Regions from separate parts of the Mus musculus genome. Here regions 2, 3 and 4 are each linked to region 1. Evidence: chromatin contacts called from public Hi-C and HiChIP or PLAC-seq data. All regions are on one chromosome and are shown on one strand. Each heading gives the region's core, a stretch centred on a gene start, on an enhancer-like site or on the middle of the called end of the contact. The rest is flanking DNA. Distances are from core to core; before and after follow the strand shown. Region 1 has its middle 5.7 kb from the start of n-TDgtc16. Region 2 holds the start of Washc3 (WASH complex subunit 3). Region 3 has its middle 9.2 kb from the start of Mir7688. Region 4 overlaps Elk3 (ELK3, member of ETS oncogene family).

What was found. Hi-C and Micro-C count contacts between places; a contact is called where the count stands out from the background. HiChIP or PLAC-seq counts read pairs in DNA pulled down with a chosen protein or histone mark.
Region 2: a Hi-C map of CD4 T cells shows a contact between it and region 1, with 3 times the contacts expected there. The contact joins the promoter of Washc3 here to the enhancer-like site in region 1. A contact is called at or near these places in 1 of 39 promoter capture datasets (pre-B cells) and 1 of 484 Hi-C or Micro-C datasets (CD4 T cells).
Region 3: an H3K4me3 HiChIP or PLAC-seq map of forebrain shows a contact between it and region 1, with 8 times the contacts expected there. The contact joins two enhancer-like sites. A contact is called at or near these places in 3 of 39 promoter capture datasets (hippocampal neurons, liver and pre-B cells), 8 of 484 Hi-C or Micro-C datasets (B cells, CD4 T cells, the G1E-ER4 cell line and 4 more) and 12 of 115 datasets of contacts at active chromatin or transcription factors (the NIH/3T3 cell line, acute myeloid leukemia, craniofacial prominence and 9 more).
Region 4: a contact with region 1 is called in an H3K27ac HiChIP or PLAC-seq map of embryonic stem cells, with 11 times the contacts expected there. The contact joins two enhancer-like sites. A contact is called at or near these places in 5 of 39 promoter capture datasets (the 3T3-L1 cell line, the C10 cell line, hippocampal neurons and 2 more), 1 of 15 datasets of contacts at CTCF or cohesin (large pre-B cells) and 14 of 115 datasets of contacts at active chromatin or transcription factors (the NIH/3T3 cell line, T-cell acute lymphoblastic leukemia, cardiomyocytes and 8 more).

Annotation. Positions count from the first base shown.
Region 1 is chr10:91,185,993-91,189,711 of GRCm38.p6, forward strand. No RefSeq gene overlaps it. Among named protein-coding and RNA genes, the nearest start is that of n-TDgtc16, 5.7 kb to the left of the region's middle. Within about 2 kb of position 2,104, at least 212 of the 459 cell types and tissues checked have an H3K27ac peak or open chromatin away from gene starts, as enhancers often do. A contact at or near this core is called in embryonic stem cells and pre-B cells, where this site is marked.
Region 2 is chr10:88,199,288-88,203,006 of GRCm38.p6, forward strand. Washc3 (WASH complex subunit 3) reads left to right here and starts at 1,810. Exons shown (of 7, transcript NM_026070.3): 1 at 1,810-2,005; 2 at 2,525-2,623. The coding sequence starts at 1,955.
Region 3 is chr10:93,440,485-93,444,203 of GRCm38.p6, forward strand. No RefSeq gene overlaps it. Among named protein-coding and RNA genes, the nearest start is that of Mir7688, 9.2 kb to the left of the region's middle. Within about 2 kb of position 1,892, at least 43 of the 459 cell types and tissues checked have an H3K27ac peak or open chromatin away from gene starts, as enhancers often do.
Region 4 is chr10:93,296,371-93,300,089 of GRCm38.p6, forward strand. All of the region lies in intron 1 of Elk3 (ELK3, member of ETS oncogene family), which reads right to left. Among named protein-coding and RNA genes, the nearest start is that of Elk3, 13 kb to the right of the region's middle. Within about 2 kb of position 1,816, at least 36 of the 459 cell types and tissues checked have an H3K27ac peak or open chromatin away from gene starts, as enhancers often do. A contact at or near this core is called in embryonic stem cells and pre-B cells, where this site is marked.

The DNA.
Region 1 (3,719 bases), core at 854-3,353:
AGGTAAATTTTCAACTGGGAATCCCTCTTCCCAGATAACTCTAGATTTGTGTTAGGTTGACAGTAAAAACTAACATCGCAATATAACATGATGGTTTATATATTTATCTTTTTTTTTTGTATAGTATAGAATAGAGTTTATTCAGGACATGGGGATGGGGAGTTAAGAGGGTAGGGGCCTGGGTTCTATTCACAGAGCCTACACAGTGGCTCATAACTGTCTGTAACTCTAGTTCTGGGGATCTGATCGTTTCTTGTCTTGTGTCCAGTCTTAAGGCAAAGCCAACCCAAACCTGATGCCCACCCTGACCTAAATCAAGCAATCAATCAATCAGTCAAATCAATCACTCTACCCTCTACTACCACACTCTGGGGACTCATGCTCTCTCCCCTGACAGATTGGGGTGGTAGTGGTGGTGTCAGTTTTCAAGTTGTTGGGAAATACAAATTCATTTTGGGTATGTGGAGGTGGGATAGAATAACTTCTACTTTGCACTTTGTTTATTTTATTTTTTATTTTTTTGTTTTTCGAGACAGGGTTTCTCTGTGTAGCTCTGGCTGTCCTGGGACTCACTCTGTAGACCAGGCTGGCCTCAAACTCAGAAATCCGCCTGCTTCTGCCTCCCAAATGCTAGGATTAAAGGCGCACGCCCGGTGCTCTTTGTTTCTTTTAAAAGCAAAGCAAAAGTAGGAAAAAACAAAACCAACCAAGTAAGCAAGCAAGCAATAACAAAAGGGTCTAAGGAAAAAAAAAAAAGCTGTCTGTAGCATTTTTGAGATTTTGTTCTCTTTTATCAGCAAAGTGTTGTCAGAAGAGTTTACCCATGATCAGCCTGGTGTGGTGGCTCACATCTTTAATCCCAGCATCTCAGAGGCTGAGGCAGGAGACTCGTCTGAGTTTTCAGGACGCCTTGGCTACAAAAGGAGAGTCCATCAGACAAAGATAAACAACCAAGCAAAATCCCATAAAGTAGTCAGAAAATACCACGCAGCTTTACTCTTTATGCATTTATAAATACCGAGAGAAGTTGAAAGGGAAGAAAGTAATCTGTTAGAATGTGCGGATCTGGAAGGCGGGTGGTGGTGCGCACCTTTAGCTGCTTGTACATTGAAAATTCTAGGTCAGACAGGGCTACACAGAGAAACGCTGTCTCAAAGCGGGTGAAGGGGCGGGAAAGAAAAGAAAAAGACGAATAATGTTGAATTAAAAAAAGAAAAAAAGAAGGGGGAGGGGGCGGGGAAGACATGACTACTTCCAAGTATGGCTGTGGAGGTAGGTTTATTGTAGGTAGGAGAGAGAGCACTGCCGGAGGTATCTGAAAGTGTCTGGACTGAATTGGGTCAGCAGAGTGGACCGCATTATGAGACGCATGAGAAGGGAGAAGAACGAGAGAGGGAGTGAAAGAGAGGAGAGAGACAGAGCAGGAGAGAGTACCAGGAGCCAAGAGAGCCAAGTATACCAAGAGGGCACGAAAATGTCTTGAGTTATATAGGGAAGAGGAGCTAGCAGAAGGGAAGCAAGCGAAGCTCAGGTGCTGGAGGGGTTTTAGGGTCCGGGATAGGGGTGAGAAATGCTGAGAAGAGCAAGGCCAGGCCTCTGCAACAGGTAGCAAAGATGCTGAGAGATACTGGGAAGAACCAGGCGGCCAGCATCCGCTTTGATATGTTAATAGGCACCTCAGCCGTTTGTCCAGGGTTTCTTTGAGATCTTATTTAAAAAAAAAAGTGCGATCTGTATTTCCGAATTTTCTACTAGATACCTGTTATTATCCTGAGCTGAAGAGTTTAAGGTTACTAATATGAGGCAAAACAAACAGCTCAGGTGTCCTTCCTTAGCTCTCTGGTTTTGTTTTGTTTTTTTCCTACTGTGATTCTTTGATTCTTGTTTCCTCATTATTGCGCAGCTTAAGCTGTTTTTCTAGCCCCCAGCCTGGCAAAGAAGGGGCAAAGGCGAGTGAGGAATTGAATCCAACCCTGGGCGGGTGGCTTTTCCCGGTGTCCCTTTGTCTCAAAGCCGAGTGTTCCCGGTCTTTTGTTCTCCGCAGCCAGCAGGATTTGAGATTTAAAGAAAAACAAGAGCCGAGTCTCCTTGCGCCCTCTGGTGTCCCAACGAAGTATAACCAGATAAAATCCACAAATATCGCGGCCATTTCACACAACCGAGATGCCCAAGGAGAGGAGAACGTCAGGAATCTTGGATGAATCACATACCAACAGAATTTAGAAGTGTGGATACGGATTAAAATGAACAGCAGCAGCAGCAACAACAACAACAGTAACAACAAAAACAACAGTGCCTGTGATGCAGATATTTAGGAGAACTGTAGAAGCTGGGATGTGCCAAGCAGCTCTGGGTTTGATTTCCACTAATGTTAAACACAAAACAAAACCTACCAGTAAACAGCACAGTTCTCAAAGCATTTGGCAAAGGATTATGGGTACTAGAACCAAGAAAGTCTAGAAAATCCAACGTAAATCACTCTTTTACCAATTCTTTTTTCTCTATTTATTTGCTTTTTTGTTTTTCCCAGACAGGGTTTCTCTGTGTAACCTGGTTCTCTTGTAGCCCTGGCTGTCCCAGAACTCTCTCTGTAGACCAGGTTAGCAAGATCCTCCTGCCTGTGCCTCCCGAGTGTAAAGATTAGAGTCGCGAACCACTATCCTCACTGCAACCTGTTTTTAAAAGCCAGCAACATTTCTGAGCTGTGCATTTGGAGTAGGAATAGAAGCAGGATTTTTTTTTTCTCTTGACTTTTGTTTGTTTAAATTTTCCTTGAGGGTGAGGGTAGGGGTAGGGGTAGAGTATATATATAGAGAGCTTAGTGGTTAAGAGCACTGACTACTCTTCTAGAAGGTCCAGGTTCAATCCCTGTGTCCACGTGGTGGCAGACAACTGTCTGTACTCCAGTTCTAACAGACATACACACTGGCCCAAACCAGGCAACATATTGAAAAGGTCAGCTTAGGAACTTTGGGAAGGTCATGAAACACTTGCCCCCCTGGAACCGAGAGGCTAATTAACATTCCTCAGACCACAGGGTGGGAACTGAACTTCGGGTGAGGACACATTCGGCAGGACTGACTGTTGCCCACTTTCAGACTAGGGAAGTCCTTTTCACCTCATTCTCTAAAGACCAATCAGTTTAAAGGGTGCACTGTCCCACCAATCATATTGTGCCTAGTTGCTGATGCTCTATTCTACCCTTGGAAATCATAGAAAACCTCACCTGTTGCTGGGGCACCTCTCCTTCCGGTCTGGGATGACCCCAGTGCACTGGAACAATAAATTCCTCTTGCTTTTTGAATCGATCCTGGCTCCACATGGTTCACTGAGGGGTGCCGGGTAAGCTAAGTTTCCCCAGAGTCTTACATTATCAGATAAAAGTAAATACATCTAAAAAGCTTTTTAAAGTTTGGCTGTCCTGAAACTTGCTCTCTAGACCGGGCCAGTGTCGAATTCACAGAGATCTGCCTGCATCTGCCTCCTGAGTGCTGGGATCAAAGAGTACTGAGTGCTGGGATCACTCCTGGCTGGTAAGGTTTTGCTTTAAATGTTTGGTAGGTAAGACTATAGTAATTAAGTGGCACCGTAGTTGTCTTTGGATAAGCAACACAACACAGACATAATGAAACTAAAAAAGTACCCAAAAGGTACATAGATAAAACTTTTCTCTGCGGTTCTCTCTCGGCTGACGTCAGGGTTGGCTTGGCAGTTCACCA
Region 2 (3,719 bases), core at 560-3,059, 3.0 Mb before region 1:
ATTCAGGAGTGGTGGTATGTAGAGACTGTGGCTCTAGAGAACCCTGAGTAATACAATGTGCATATATAATTTTAATGGAACTGCCCTATTTCATGGCAACAATGCCCCTGCTAGATACTGCAGGCTAACAAAAAGCCTAGAACTAGGAATGGATTACCTCTTTTAGAGCTTTTGGTCAGTGAAGTCCCATAGACCCTGACAGTAAAAGCATTGCTGCAGGTAACACAATGAAGGCCTAGAAACAATCAATGAAGAAGGTGGCTATGCTAGCCACACAGCTTTCCAGGGAGTGGCATTTTAGAATGCAAGTATTCACGTTTATCCAAAAGAGATCCTGATTTGGCTTGTCTAAGGCTAACCTCTGGAGTGGGCATTTTTTGTTTGTTTGTTTGTTTGTTTGTTTTTTTGTTTTTGTTTTTTTTTTGTTTTTTTGTTTTTTGAGACAGGGTTTCTCTGTATAGCCCTGGCTGTCCTGGAATTCACTTTGTAGACCAGCCTGGCCTCGAACTCAGAAATCCACCTGTCTCTGCCTCCCAAGTGCTGGGATTAAAGGCGTGCGCCACCACGCCCGGCCCTGGAGTGGGCGTTTTAAGAAGCACTCCCAAACAGAAGCTCACGAATCCCATTCAGAAAAACATGACTCTTCTTCTGCCATAAAAGGCCCTTCGTCAGCTTTTGTGTCTACTTCTGCCTTGTTTCATTATTCTCCACTTCTGGGCATTTCTACTTACACCACCAAACAATCTTTCCTTTGCCTTAAACGCCATATGCCCTCATGTCTCTGTACCTTTGTTTGGACAAAGGTTTATTCCAGATTGTCATCTTAACTGCTCTTAATGTTAAGTAGATACTAAAGTCGGCTTCCTCTTCTTGTACAACTTAGAAGCTCCTATTATCCACAGAACCGCACACTTTGCATGTGGTGTGCATGTACTCGTGGATCTACAAGTGTTTGTACATGCTAATTTGCAATGCCACAACTTTCACAGGAGTTTGTTTGCACGTCCATCTAACTTTTGCACATCAAAATTCTGCATGTCCTCCCTTTGACTAGTGTAGCAGAGGAGATCCTGTCACTTCTTCAGTACTTGTTTTGGTACAATAAAAAGGTTTACTTTTGCTTAGGTGACCTGCCCTAACTCACATCGCTGGTAAAATGTGCAGCCAAACTCTGAACCAAAATCTTCATACTGTAGGTGTAAGATCGTTTACATGACGTAAGTGCAGTCACTTTCACAGCTGTGTGTCTCAGTTGTTGCTTGAAATTATGTTATGTCAAAACAAACAAACAAACACCCTTAGAAACGGATCTCCAGTGCATGAGGCTTGCCAGGGCTGAAGACAAGTTCTGACAGACTTCTCTAGACTTCACAAGGGCTAACAGAGTATCTGGCACTTAGTAGGATTACACAAAAAGAGAAGTGCTCTTCAGTGAATTATGGATCTTTTTTTTGTTTGTTTGTTTTGTAACAGGACTAAGCAATTAAAATCTCAAAACGGATACAGCTCAGCTTCTAACTTTCCCAGTCTGACCTCATCCCAACCCTGCGTCTGTCTCCCTGTTTCTGTCTGTCTGAATCTGTCTCTTTCTGTTTCTCTTTCTCTATTTCTCTCTCCGTCTCTTTCCCTCACTCCACCACTCCCACCCACCCACCCCCTTTTCTTTTTCAGATTTTTTCAGATTTTACAGCTAAAACAGCAACTGTGAAACCTGCTCATCAGCAGCTTTTCCCCGGCCCAATTTTACAATCGGAATCATGAACTACCAATCCCAGAATGCTGAGCGAGAGCGAGGGGGCGGGGCGGCCTCTCTGAAGCCACCCATTGAATGGTGAACACTCGCGCTTTCTTCCGGAAAGGCCCCGAAGGCAGGAACTTGGGAAAGGAGTCTGGGCTCTCTACTGGGCTGGGAGGAGCTTGTGCCTGAGCCCCGGGGTCCCCATCCGCTGAGGAGATGGATGAGGATGGGCTTCCTCTCATGGGGTCAGGCATAGACCTGACCAAGGTTTGTAAAAGACCGACTTGAGCGTCCGACAAACAGGGAAGGAGGCTTGGCCAAGGGGCCCTGGTTCCCAGGGAGACGCCACCTCTCCAGGCCCAATCCGGGCCCCTGTTTTCCTACTCTGGGCAATGGGGGGAGCCCTGCAGTCCACTTTGAAAGGGGTCCCTCCTGGGCTAAGAAAAGAATTGGTGTGCCACGCAGCCTTTGCTCCCCACATCACGTGTCTCTACGCCCGAGGTTGACAGTCTGGAGATAGTACCACCTCTGACACTTCACCTCTTATTCGACTCTCTAGCTGCTCGTGTGTGTGTGTGTGTGTGTGTGTGTGTGTGTGTGTGTGTGTGTGTGTTTGACTCACACAAGATTCAGAAAAACAAATCAGCGACTCTTCTTAGCCCTTCGTGAACCACATGTCCCAGGGCAAAGACCATCCATCCCCCTCTATGAAATCCAGATATCCAAAGGATTGCAGAGAGTGTGTTTCTCCTGTAAGAATCGTGTTTGCTTTTTTACATGACACAGGTGCCAGCTATTCAACAGAAAAGAACCGTGGCCTTTCTAAACCAGTTTGTGGTGCACACTGTGCAGTTTCTCAACCGGTTTTCCGCAGTTTGTGAGGAGGTAGGTCCCGGGCTACTACTTCATGGAGCGGCCGAGAAGTCGCCTTCCGTCTTTCGTGGTGACAAATGTAGTCAAATGAAGTCAAACAAGAATTACAGCCTTCGTGTGTTCACTTTGCCATGAAATTCAAATGTCTTAAGGCCTTAGCATCTCTGATTCTGTCCCCATAAGTCCTGTGCGCTGTCTCAACTGAATTAGTATTCTAGAAGCTTCCATGAGATAGCTCAGCCAAGTTTGTTGTAATTATAACAAAGGGAATTCCAGAATTTCACAGTGGAATTTTTTTTTTATTTGAAAGGTTTTGTTTCATCTTCCTATTCTAGAGATTACATTTTAAATGTATGTTCGAGTTTATATCGAATTGCTTTCCATCCTTTGTGCCAAAAAGGATTCATGGAGGCAGCCTAGAGATACATGTTTCAAAAAATACTTTTCTGCAAATAACTGGATACATCATGAAGTGATAATTAAGTACATAGATAAGAATTAGGTGCCAGGTCCAGGAACCTCTCCTGAGCTTGCAAAAAGTTTTGTTTTTTGTTTATTTTAGAGGAAAATGGGGAATATATATTGAAACTGAATTTAAGAAAGGAAATAACAAATTAGAAACCTATAGACAAGTCACAGCCGGATCGATTTAATATCCTGTTTTCTTATATTGTCATATGTGAGGCTTATCGTTGAGAAAACGGTGATTGCTGAATGTGTGGCTGTTCATCGGAATTGCCCAGAGACAGGAAGCTTCTGGTTTGAGTACAGTTTGATCTGTTTATGATGGGTTGTGATTAAGGCCTTGAACATGCTCCGCACATGCACTCTGCCCCGACACCCCCAGCCCGGCCGTGGTCTTTCTTTCTTTATCAGATTTCCTTCAGCTTTTCCACTGAGACAAATGAAAGTAAAACATGTGCTGATGCAGTAAGGAGCCCAGTTCTGCGTGCCTTGTGTTTGAACAGCCCCAAGACTGGTGCTTGCTCCTAGGCCTCACTTCTTCTCTTCTCTTTTTGGTTTATGAGAACATTTAAGATGTACTTATTTTATGATATGTGTGTGAGTGTTTTGATTGCATGTATGTCTGATGCCTATGGAGGTCGGA
Region 3 (3,719 bases), core at 642-3,141, 2.3 Mb after region 1:
TTTATATGTTTCTGTTTATGGAATAGAGGACTGGCTCATTAACATTGGACTCACAACTACCAGACTAAGTCATGCCTGAACCTGGCTTCCCTAACACATGTGTGTGGAACCTGGCTTACTTAAGATGCCTGTCCCCTCTAAAGCACACCCCAGCCTTGCACAGATGAACACCATGCATTCCATTTGTAGTCCATTTGTAGATCAGGATGGTCTTGAATTTACAGAAATCCACCTGCCTCAGTCTCCCAAGTACTGGAATTAAAGGCATATGCCACCATGCCATGCTATTGTGAGATATTTTAAACAAAAGCATAAGAGGGGATGACATAAAATTGGGGTCAGGGGAGACAAAATGCTGAACTGTAAAGCAACGCTTGCTCCCAGAAAGTATGAGAACAGAGTAAAAAAAAAATAAATTAAAAAAAAAAAAGCCAAGTATACCTGAATCACCATGGTTGCAACTATACCTCTGTGGTTCATCTTTTTCAGTTGTCAGTCTGGAGTGCCAGGCTGTAAAGCTCTGTGAGTGGTGGTTTAGGGGAGCAAGTTCTAACTGTAGGTGGATCTGAAAAAGCTGAATTGATGAACGTTGGTGACTAAGGATTTGCACACAAAGGTGTCCATAAAGGTCACGATCTGGATATTAGGAACGAACCCAGGGAAAAGGATTGTGGAGAAAAAAGATTGGGGACAGAGGTGAGGCTGCTGGGAGCCTTCTCTGACAACGGCCCTCGTGGGGCTGTGGAGTAAGGTATGGTGTCCTTGGAAGTCTGTGGTTCCATCTACAGAGTCCAAAGCTCCAGACTCGGGAAGTAAGCTTTTTTTCTCTCTTTTTGAAGATTCTTGCACAATACAGAGATTAGAGCTCGGAGCTAAATGTGGTGCACTGGAATGTCCCTGGAAGGGTAGACCTAGAATCTTCTCATCCCAGAAGACGTCACGTGTCTGAGGTAAAGGGCTAGATAGGTTGCTTCTCTCTGTTTGGTCATCCCAAGTTATATTAAAAGAACTCAGATCCTCCATTTGTACCCTATAACCGTGTGCAACTGTATTTTGTCAATATGTCAAAGAGAGATGGTGACACATCTGTGTGAGAAAGAGAAAGGCCAGACAACCGAGGGCCGGGGAAGCAGTGTTCAGTCAGTTACGTGCTTGTCAAAGCGCATGCATGAGGACACCAGAACTCAGTCCCAGAATTCACATCAGAAGGCAAGGCTCTGTGACACATACTTGTCATTCCAGCATCAGTCAGGCACAGACAGATAAGCAAATCCCTGGGATTCACTGGCCAGATGGCCTTGCTTATCTAGCCAACTCCAAGCTCATAAGCAAAAGGATGGTGCTGGAGAAATGACACCAGAGGTTGACCCCTGACCTTCATATTGCATGCACATGCATCATGCCTGCATGCGCACACACACACATACACACACACACACACACACACACACACACTCATGGGTTCCATATATGGGTTTGTTCAACTCTGAATCAGTAGACAGGCCATTAGTGAGAGATGACAAAACCATACTTTCTCAAATGAGGTCTTGTAGATGAGAAGGCATAGGAGGGAAGCTTTCATGGAGGGCCCTCACCCATACAAACATGTCATGTGCCAGTAGGAAGAAACCACCCTGTGGGCAAGAGACACTGGGCTCAAAGCCAGCCAACACCCCACAGAAATCCTACAGTTGCTTGTCAAACCCTCTTCATGCTTTGGGTGCTTGGGACAAAAGTGTGAATTCCTGCTGTCATGAGGTAGCCCTGGATAGCTGGGGGGGAGACATAAACAGAGCTGAAATCCCTGAGTCAGATCAGTACTGGTCTAGCTGGGCTGGCAGGCAGGCGCATCTCCATAAGAAACAGAAGCAACAAGGAAGACTGTAAACCTACAGCTGCAACCACCTTGTCCCCATGACCTGACCACAGCTGCTTCCGTTATGGTCACCTCTACCTGAGCCAGGCAGCTGCTGCCTCTGTAGAAAAACTCCAAAAGTCAGAGACTCCTTGCTGCAGTGAGTGCTCTTATTTGGCCAAGAAACCCACAAGAAAATTCCCAGACACGGGTTGTGTAAGGTTTGGTATTGGCTCAGGAGCCTCAAGACCAAGTTCTCAGCACAAAGGAGATTAATCTGACCCAGAGGGACAAGGAGCCTGGAATAAGAAACAAAGACAGGAGCTAGAGGATGAGGGAGAAGAGGAAGAGAACAAGGGAGAAGGGGAAGGGATATTTGTCCTAGAATGGGACAAAGGACAGCCTCTGGATAGAGAGGAGATAGACATAGCCCATACATAGGAAAATGGCGGTTTATGAAGGGAAAAGGGGAAACCCATGTTTGGATGAGGTGTTCAATGTTACTTAATGAGCCAAAAGGAGCTTTTGGTCACTGGACTTCAGTGCTTTGATAGCTGGACCTTGGTAGTTAGCCTCAGGAGGAGGGAGTAGCCAAATAATGGGCTAGGCCATAGTGGGTAGCTCTAGGAATGTAATCTAACAGTTTAGCAAGGTAGAGGCAATAGTGGGAGGGGGAAGGGCAAGGCCTGCTAGAGCCATGTTCAGCAGGTCCGGGCTGGTTAGAATCCCTTCAGGTTCAGCTAGCCCTTCCAGACTCCAAAACACCCCGTTAACATCTGGCTACACAGTCTGTTTGCCACCAGGCATACAGTAGGATGCCGGTGGGACCATCAGTCGTAATAACCCAGGGTCTGGAATGCTGTGTGTCCACACAGGGAACAATGCCTCACAGCAGTGAGAATACACAATCTAGAAGTGTAGACAGCAATATGGAAGAATCTCACACACATCACGGACAGCCCAAGGAGCTAAGTATGGAAAGGAGAGGTGTACACTTCTGCTCATAAATAAGAGAAATAGCAACATATCAACAGCAAAATAGGTCAAAGTGATATGCAAATCACAGGTGGTAAGTAGTTAGCCTCAGGGAGCGAGATTGAAAACATCCTGAAAGGAATTTAAGGAAGGGGGCTTTATTAGATGGTGGGGCTCTTTGTTTTTTAACTGAATACTAACAACACGATTATTTCTAACTTTAAATTCAGGGAGCAACACTGAGTAAAGCATCAAATAAAAGAATGGTTAGATCCTTGGGGCTGGAGAGATGGGGGTGGGGTTGCTCTTCCAGAGAACCTGGGCTCAATTCTCAGCACCCACATGGCAGTTCACAGCTGTCTAAAACCCCAATTCCAAGGGACTTGACACCCTTACACAGATATACAAGCAAGCAAAACACCAATGTACATAAAAATAGATATTAGATAGAGAGATAAAAATAAAGAATGACTAGACCCTCACATGAAATCCCATTCATCCATCTATTTACCAACTTATTCAATCATTGAACAACCAGGCTCAGAGAAGGAAAATGGGTGATTTGGGTCTCTACTGTTTGGTTGTAGAGTGCGCTTTAGTGCAACAAGGGAATACTGAAGTAGCCAGCTCAGTGGATCTCCAAAGAGTGGGTCCTGATGTAGTTGGTGAACTCCTGAACTAAACTTTCTTCAGTTCCAAAGGTGACCTTCGAGCCTCTAACTTCCTATGCACACGAATCATCAGGGGATCTGGAGAAAGATGCAGACTCCCGTTCTCTGAGCTCTTCGTTTCTAATGAGGCTTTTGGGTGGCAATGCCGTGTCCTCCCTTTCATCGTGTGTGGGAACAGAGAGAGTCACCTGACCAGTAGAGCTACTCAGGCTCCACCA
Region 4 (3,719 bases), core at 566-3,065, 2.1 Mb after region 1:
ATGATTCTTAACGGTAGCAAAAGCACTAGGAAGTAGCAACAAAAATGATCTTGTGGTTGCTGGTGGCTGCAACATGAGGAGCTGTATTAAAGGGTCGCAGCGTTAGGGAGGCTGACAGCCGCTGGAATAGAAGCCTGCTTCCTACACCTCTCTGTGGCCAAGACGGGAGTTAGCCAAAAGACAAAGTGACATTCTCAGCAGGATCAAGTCAGGAAGTGTCCTTGATTTCTGACCTTACCACTCTGTGACTCCAGGCACTTGGACTGGGTTCTGTTTGCTCAATCTGAGCTGGGCCTACTGGCACATGGAAGTAGAGGCAGGCAGATCTCAGTGAGTTCCAGCCTGGTCTACAGAGTGAGTTCTGGGACAGCCTATGCTACACAGAGATCCTATCTCAAAAACTAAAATTAAATTAAATTAGTACAAGACATTTTGCCACATTTCTTTTGGCCAGTTCCCTCAGTGAACAGAGGTAGAAATAGACAGACAGACAGATTGATTATTGATGGCGAGGGATAGAGAGACAGAGAGAAAGACAGACATGCCAGTTTCACCCAAGAGGATTTTTGTTGTTGTTGTTGTTTAATGGGGTATTGAATCTAGGAGTCGCACTGGACCAACAACTGTTGATAGCTCTGTTCACTTTTTAAATTTTTGAGTCAAAATCTGAGTAAGGTGCAGGCTGATCCTGAATTCTCTACAGACTCTGAGTTGACCTTGAACTTGCAAGGTTCAAGTTTGTACCTGTCACAGCCTTCTGAGTAGCTGGGATTTCAGGCCTGTGTCACCAGGCCTAGCTTGAGGTTGGCTCTTAATGGAAAACTCAGCACATAAGCCTCTGTGAATTCCAGAACTCAGACATGGAGGGACTGGTCCTTTTATTTGACGTGTGGACGCAAGGATTATGGAACCTGAAGACGGAAGTGGAAACCTATCCCCCACCGGACCCCCCATGGACGTTTGCATAGTACTCAGAAATGATTCCTGAGAATTGTTCCTTCTGGGGAGAGCAGCAGCCTGGGAGTTTCTGACCTGTGTGTGGCAGCCCCTGGAAGGGACCTGGCACCCAGAGCATCCTTGGTGACTTTCCATCACACAGACACAGACAATTTATCTTACTCAAATCTTGCCAGCGGTCTTTGAGCTGAGCTTCCGTAGAGAGCAGTGAGCACTCCTTCCCACAGCATTCTATCCGTGTATTTCAGAGACCTTGGCTGGATTGGCAGACCTTTCCCCCAAATGTTCTAGCTTATAATGTTAGTAAATTCAATCTTGTGAATTCGGGGAGAAACACTGGAACATCTATGCTTGATTTAAGATTAGGAATGGTTTATTCACTTTGATACTTGAAGATGGTTTTACGAGAAGAAAAAAAAATCAAAGCAATCTTCCTTCTAAGAGACAGAAAACTGGAATCTTTCAGATAAACTTGAACACTCTTTGTGCTAAAGAGGCAACTGGTAGAAGTAAAAAAAAAAAAAAAAACCCACAAGCCCCGAGCACGCTGAGAACACTTCTGCAGGACACACAATGATGGTGGTTTTTCCACATCCAGCAACTGGGGCGCTTCCTGCCAGAGCATCCTCCAGCTCTCTCATTGTGTCGATGAAACTGTGAAACCTTTCTAAATCAGGACTTCCTTCTATTATGTTGCAGAGGCGACTTTCTGGGAAGGGGAAACTCCTGAGGCAAAAAGGTAGGAATTCTTACAGCACCACCCAGTGGAAACATGGGGTGTGGAGGAGGGGAGGAGTGGGGGGAGGTGGGGGGGGGCAGGGGTGTGTGTGCAAACTGAAACACTTAGAAAAACTGGTCACGTCAGCTACTCCAGCTAAAAGTCCAGTCACTCAGTCCCACTGCTGTTCCTTTCCACGGATGGCACCCTGCTTACAAGTGATCTCTCCCTGTTCATCTGCCCCCTCTTTCTCCTTTTTCCTGACACAGGCTGAGCAGGGTCAGGAAACACGGTGCAAGCCTAGGAAGGAAGGGGTCCCAGGTGTGGTTGGGTATGAGTCGCCTCTGCACCAGCCCTTCCTTTTTAAAGGACCTCGGGAGATTCTGGGCATGGGAAGTCTGCACAGCTGTGCTGAGTGTCCTAGCTCTGATGCAGAGACCGTCAGGCATTTCCTGAGAGACAGAGAGAGAGGGGTAGGTACCCAACCATCTGAGTGCCTTCCTCTTCTCCTGGCAAGATGCACCCGGTCTGGCCACCTCTAACACGTACAGTTAGAGATTCCCGGAGACAGTTATATGCCCTCTCCTTGCTCCTGGAACCAGTCTCCATATGAACATCTCCATGTTGTTAACTATCGTCACCAAAGTACGGCTTTTCACGGGGATCTGCCTCTCAAGCTGGTGATGCATTAGTCTACAGTTTCCTAGGGAATGGAATAGGCCAGAATCCTTGACCACATCCTTCCAGATCCCTCCACAGAAGCCCTGGCAAAGGGGAAAGGCCATGTCTACCAGGGAAGCTTAGAACTTTCTTGTCTACTCCATAGAAGTCAAGGCAATTTCTCAATGGTCAGGTGTCTCTCTACCCATCACCCCCTCTCATGCATATACACAGGCACACAGGCACACACACACCATACCACAACCATCACCATCACCACCACCACCATCATAGAATAACCAGAAGTCCATCTCAGACAAACACAGCTCTCCTAGAATAGCAACCTTCCTCCTGGGACTAACTCCACTGCAACTATTTTAAAGCTCTTGGTTCTTAATGGTACCTAGGTAAAGAGGTACAGAAAAAGAAATCAGCTGGCAATTCTTGTCTCTGTCTACAAGTATATGAATAAGATGAAAATGGTTTTAAATAGCACCTCAGAACTGCCGATATTTTCCAGTAGCTCCAGGGGGCTTGCAGTATTATTATTCTTTTGCTTTTGCTAAAGTAAAACACTCACCAGTGTCTAGACTGAAGGCAGGTAGAGCTGACATTAGCTAGTCTCTGCTGTGGCTTAAGACAGTTCTCTCATATAACATAGTTACATGCTACTGGTGTTTGTGAACAGGAGGTGGCTGGAGACATTGTGTTTGGATTTTTGAGAAGCACAGAGAGCCCCTCACAGAGTGGTTATCTGTACCAGGAGCTGGGTGCCTGCGCACTCTGAGGTGCCTGCGCACTCTGAGGTGCCTGCGCACTCTGAGGTGCCTGCGCACTCTGAGGCGCACTGATCATTCAGCTCTAGTACCATGCTCAAAGCAAAGCTCTCTCAGAGTTTAGGAAGTGCACATTCCAGGTACGGATGCTCGTACCTCAGTCTGTTCTGCGGATGCTCTTTGGCAGTGCAGCTAGAGTCTTCAGTGTGTCAATGCCTGCTCATGTGGTGGACATGTGTGGAGGGTTGGTTGCATCTGAAGTCGGGAAGGTGGCAACCGGCCCCATCCGCTTCCCTGACCCACATGCACGAGTTCCTCTTGCACGTTCTGGCATGGACATCACGTCTCGCCAGATGTGACCCAGCAATCGTTTCTCATGCAGAGAATTTCTTCCAGCAGTAAAAACCCAGTGGCACTGAGGTAAAAGTAAGCCAGAGGCCACTCAATTCTTCATGACCTTTTATCTAAAACCACACATGAAGAAGCAACAGTAAGTGACTTAGTACAGTTAGTGGGACAGGTTTAAAATAACTTGGTATTCTTGGAAGATGCTGTTTTGTTTGGTTGGCTTTTTGTTTTCTTTCAAGACAGGGCTTCTCTGTGTAACC